Linked DNA regions of Macaca mulatta: region 1 is linked to region 2. Evidence: chromatin contacts called from public Hi-C data. All regions are on one chromosome and are shown on one strand. Each heading gives the region's core, a stretch centred on a gene start, on an enhancer-like site or on the middle of the called end of the contact. The rest is flanking DNA. Distances are from core to core; before and after follow the strand shown.

Evidence for each region. A called contact is a pair of places that touch in the nucleus more often than the background predicts.
Region 1: a Hi-C map of fetal cortex germinal zone shows a contact between it and region 2, with 2.6 times the contacts expected there. The contact joins the promoter of CPOX here to the promoter of DCBLD2 in region 2. A contact is called at or near these places in 2 of 14 Hi-C or Micro-C datasets (fetal cortex germinal zone and liver).

The regions. Positions count from the first base shown.
Region 1 is chr2:184,975,397-184,978,096 of T2T-MMU8v2.0, forward strand. It overlaps CPOX (coproporphyrinogen oxidase), which reads left to right and starts at 1,305. Exons shown (of 7, transcript XM_001088605.5): 1 at 1,305-1,965. The coding sequence starts at 1,413.
Region 2 is chr2:184,686,936-184,689,635 of T2T-MMU8v2.0, forward strand. DCBLD2 (discoidin, CUB and LCCL domain containing 2) reads left to right here and starts at 1,376. Exons shown (of 16, transcript XM_015129372.3): 1 at 1,376-1,934. The coding sequence starts at 1,724.

The sequences.
Region 1 (2,700 bases), core at 55-2,554, 290 kb after region 2:
TAAAACCATCCTGGAGACTTAAGGGACAAATTAGCCCATGACAATAGTTCTCACACTTTTATGTCCAGGAACCATGGAGCTCTGGTATGGTTACAGGGGAGACAAAGACTTGCCTGTCAAATCTGTTAGCTTCTTTCCTCATGTCTTTAAAGGGTAGGGGAAGGGAGACAGAGTGGGAGGAAGTGTGGATATTTGCCCTGCCTAGTTTATAGCAGTTGTTTTAAGTATTAAATGTGAGCAATATTTGGGAGCACCCCACAGTAGTAGTAGAACTATTTTAAAAATTATTTGTTAATCACCAAAACACAGGAATTTTCTACTGGTTAACCAAAACAGTCACGTTGCTTTTCCTTTTTCTAAAATAATCAAGTAGGTACTATAGAAGCAAGGCCTGGGGAAATCTTTTTTTTTTTTTTTTGAGACAGAGTCTCGCTCTGTCACCCAGGCTAGAGTGCAGTGGCGCGATCTCCGCTTACTGCAACCTCTGCCTCCCGGGTTCAAGCAATTCTCCTGCCTCAGCCTCCCGAGTAGCTGAGACTACAGGCGCACGCCCTCACACCCAGCTTTTATTATTTTTATTTTTTAATTTTTTTTAATTTTTAGTACAGACAGGGTTTCACCATGTTGGCCAGGCTGGTCTCGAACTCCTGACCTCATCTGATCCACCCGCCTGGGCCTTCCAAAGTGCTAGGATTACTGGCGTGAGCCACCGTGCCGGCTCCGGCCTGGGGAAATCTTAAGGACAGAACTGTGATGTGGACTCGATCACAGAAAGTCTTCTAGATTCTCTTCCGAGTCCATTACTAGCTTCTCCCACTCTCCTTAGAAAATCATCCTTAAGCAAGGAGTTTCCCAGCCTGCCCATCCCCTCTGAAAACTCTAGAGGACCAGGACCCAGAGCGACGGGCAGGTCTGTAGTCTATACATCCTGAGCCAGGCTCTGTATTCTGCAAACCCTGTTTGAAAATGTAAGCGGGACTGGGATCTCTGCCACATTTCCGCCCCAGTCCGCCCTCAGCCTCCCAGCCCGACTCTCTCTTCTCTCCTTGGCTGAGTAAACAGCCGACCCGAAGTTGTACGTGACAAGAGAGCCTCTGTTATCTCTCCCGTAGCTTCTACAGCACCGTCCCTGCCCCGCTCTCTTCCCTTCGGACCAGCCCTTCTGGGCGCGTCGGATTCTTATCTCCCGCCCCGCGCGGGGACGCTGCAGGCGGCGATAGGATCCGGACTACAGCTCCCAGCACGCCCCACTTCCCGCCCCCGCCGCCGGAGCCCGACGCTGCAGTGGCTCTTCGCGAAAGGTTCTTTCGTCCTGTGCGGCTCGCGGGCTCAGGACTCCCGGGGTCGGGGTGGGTCGGCTCAAAGGCCGGGCTCTGGGACGCAGGCACTGCCCCAGGTGATAGTGCGGGAGCATGGCCTTGCAGCTGGGCAGGCTGAGCGTCGGCCCCTGCTGGCGCGTGGCGCGGGGCGGCTGCAGAGGGCTCCGCGCCTGGTCCCAGTGCGGCGGCGGAGGGCTCCGAGCCTCGTCCCAGCACAGCGCAGCCAGACGCATCTGCCGGCCCCCTGGCCCGGCTGGCACGGAGCAGAGCCGCGGGCTGGGGCACGGCCCGACGGCGAGAGGCGGCCCCTGGCTGGGGACAGGGCTGGCCGCGGCGCTGGCGGGGTTGGTGGGGCTGGCCGCCGCTGCCCTCGGGCATGTGCAGCGGGCGGAGATGGTGCCTAAGAGCTCGGGGACGCGGGCCCCTTCGCTGGGGAGGCCGGAGGAGGAGGATGAGCTGGCCCGCCGCTGCAGCAGCTTCATGGCCCCGCCTGTGACCGACCTGGGCGAGCTGCGAAGGAGGCCGGGCGACATGAAGACCAAGATGGAGCTGTTGATCCTGGAGACCCAGGCCCAGGTGTGTCAGGCTCTGGCACAGGTAGACGGGGGCGCCAGCTTTTCTGTGGACCGGTGGGAGAGGAAGGAAGGTAAGGAGGCCGGCCCTTGGCGGGAGGTGGAGATGGGGGAAAAAGGGTCAGGTTCCAGATTGCAGACAGAAAATGTAATAGTTCACAATATGAGATGGGGTAGGTAGGGGGTACCCACGGAGAGGCCGCTTGGTTAGAGGCCGCTGATAAAAAGATGGACACGAAAGGGTCACCAGCCCTCTGCTTGCAGGTGTGGACCCAGATCAGCTGTCACTGTGGTACTGCATTTCAAAATCTTTGCAATTCCATAGCAGCTTTTTGTTTGTTTGTTTTAGAACTTTTAAGGGGTATTTGTAACTAACAAGCTTAGATGTCCAAAGTTCGTTATTGAACATAAATTTCAATAGATTATGGAACACATTTTGTCTCCTTCTCTGGGTGAATTTGCGCTTTTTCCTCTTTAGGAGATGGAAAGAACTCATCTCCTGCGCGCTAAGTGTCGGCGAAACTCCTCCAGCCAGGATGCCATTGTGTCAGAGTCTTCCCACTTCTTTTTACTGTTGCCCAAGATATATTTGATTGGTTTCTCAGTAGCACTACCAAATGCACGCGTCAGATTTCCTGCTAGGAAAGTCTTCCCTTCTAATGTCAATGAGCATCAGAACCCAGTTCTCATAGAGGCATACATTCATGACCGTGGTGTTGCCCATACAGTGAAACCCCACATCTTGAGTGGAAACTTGAAGGATTCCTGACTTCTCCTGTTTTGAGCTGTGATATTGTTACATCTATATT
Region 2 (2,700 bases), core at 126-2,625:
TTGAATAAATTTGGTTAAAGAGGTTATTGTATGAGAAATATCCAGGGGAGTTGAAAAATACGACCTCCAAAGTCCTTTCCAACTTAGATTTTCATTTGAGGATATCAGTCCCTTTCATGTTTTTGAATATCACATCTATGTATGACTATGTATACATATGTATATATATACATGTATGACTACGTATGATTCCCAGAGCCATAATTTCAAAGCAATCTGAGCTTTCGACTAAAATATCCATCTGCCTGTTACGTAGCTTCACTTACTAAGTTGGCATCTCAAATTCAATACGTCCAAAATTAACTTAGTTTCCCACACAACTTGTTCTACCTTAGCAGTTTTTTGTATTTGTTAATGACACCACTGTCCTTTTAGGGGCTGCTGTTAAAAACATCCTAGATGGCCACTCTCTTCTCTCTAAAATAAATAACTGCGTAGACCTCTGCATTCCTCTTTTTGTCGTTCCACAGGCTTACAGTCTTCATCAAACTGCTTGTGACTCTAATTAGCACTTACTTCATTCTGACTTGCATGCTATATTTCCATCTCTGTTCTACATCTCAAGATTTCTGTAGCAACGTGTGCAAATAGATACCAGGTGCTCAACAACTCCTTGTAGAATGTTTGAATGAAGGTTAGGATGTTAGGTTTAAATTGCCTTTGAGGCACGGATCCTGTTTTACACTTTTTTGTTCCTCACCCCCCGCCATAAAAAGGGCAGAGAAAACAGGGAACACATATTAAAAACTGAATACTGCATCTATTATTGTAACTCGGAGCTGTTGCAACAACTGGCGGCAATTTTAACAAAACAAACCACGCTCTGCCATTAAGAAAAAATAAATAAAATAAAATAAAGTCCCCTTAGACTCAGTTCCCAGCTAAAACAATCCAGGATCCAGGTTTCCCACACCCTTCCAGTGGTCTGATGTGCGGCGGAGGAGCGAAGAGCAAGGAGCAAGCTGGGCCTGAGGAGCAGAGAGCGCGGGATGGGGGACGTCCCGGAAGTCACTGACTAGCTAGCTGCCGCCTCTGCGGGATCAGTTTGGGCTGCGATCCCAACAATAACTGGCGCCCGGGCCGGGCGGGGGCCGCGGGGATCCGAAGCTTGAGGGCGGGACCCGGATTGGAGGAGGCGGGTGGGACGCCTCCAAAGGCCGAAGGGGATTGGAAGAGGGAGATAAGGGGCGGTGGAGCTCGAGGGGTGGGCCGGAGAACTAGCGGGTCGACCGAGGAGCGAGCATGCTGATTGGGTTTCGCGGAAGGCGACGGACCAGAGCTGGCCGAGGATTGGCCGTGGGGCCGAGGGGGCGTGGCCGGCGCGAGTGAGAGGGAGCGCGAGGGAGCGGGTGGCGGGCCTGCCTGCCAGCTAGCCAGAGCCGCGGGCGAGCGCGGCGAGCGGGGATCCTGGTGAGGAGCGCTGCGCGGGAGGCGCGTCCCCCAGCTCCGCCGCGGCCGCCCTCCGCCGCTCGAGCACTCCGCTTCCTTCCCTCCCCTCCCCTGCGCTCCGGCCTGGGGTCTCGGCGCGGGGAGCGGAGGGAAGGGACGAAGGAGGAGGAGGTGAAAGCGGGGTGAGGGGCGGAAGGGTCCCGGCGCGGGGTGAGGCGAGGGCTGCCTCTCGTTCTCCCGCCGCTGCCGCCGTCTCCTGGTCGGGTGCCGCGGCCCGAGGCGCGCGGGGCTCCCGGGGCGCCCGCACTATGCAGGCGGACTGCCGGCTGCCGCGATGGCGAGCCGGGCGGTGGTGAGAGCCAGGCGCTGCCCGCAGTGTCCCCAAGTCCGGGCCGCGGCCGCCGCCCCCGCCTGGGCCGCGCTCCCCCTCTCCCGCTCCCTCCCTCCCTGCTCCAACTCCTCCTCCTCCTCCTCCTCCATGCCTCTGTTCCTCCTGCTCTTACTTGTCCTGCTCCTGCTGCTCGACGACGCTGGAGCCCAGCAAGGTGAGTGGTCCCAGGGGAGTGAGCGGCGGGGCAGCCTCCGTCGGGGCGCCGGGTCTCTTGGCCCCTGAACGAATCTGCAGACGTTGCAGGGAGGCGCGGTGCGCTTTAGTGCGTGGCCAGACCTGGCTGGGTACTCACAGGGTTGAGTTGCAAAGGCAGGCTCTTGTCCCTCTGTCCCCCAAGTTGGCGCGGCTTTACTTTTTGGCAAGGCCATTTATTTCTCTGAAAGGGGGACGTGAGACCCTGCTATGAAAGCCTCGTTGATATTAGATCCTTCTGTGGAAAATTTTGGGGAGGAAAAAGAACCTTTGAAGATAATGACCCCTAAAGTTAAGCTGCACGGATGGATGGACACTGTAGGAAGGCAGGTTAATTAAACAGCATCTTAAACCTATTAAAGGTAAGTGGTGGTAATTATCTTTGTGAAAGAGCTCGGGTTCTGAAGCAAATGGAATAGTTTCTGCTTATCTCTGAGTCTTGGATTCAGAACATGTTCTTTACAATCCGTTATTGAGGCTGGTGGTCTAGACTGCCTTGGTCAAACACTGGGTCTGACCCAACGCTATGCTAATTTGCCCAAGTGAAGCTTTCCGCATTAAAAAGGTAAGCCTTCCCAGAAAGTGACAAAACTTTTTTTTTCCCACCTACAATCCTTGAAAAACCTGTTCCAGAAACAAGCGAAACTGTTTATTAAATAATTATCATAATGGAAAGAGAATGCGGGATGATTTCGTTTCCCCTTGAGTACTATTTTCCGGTAGTGTAG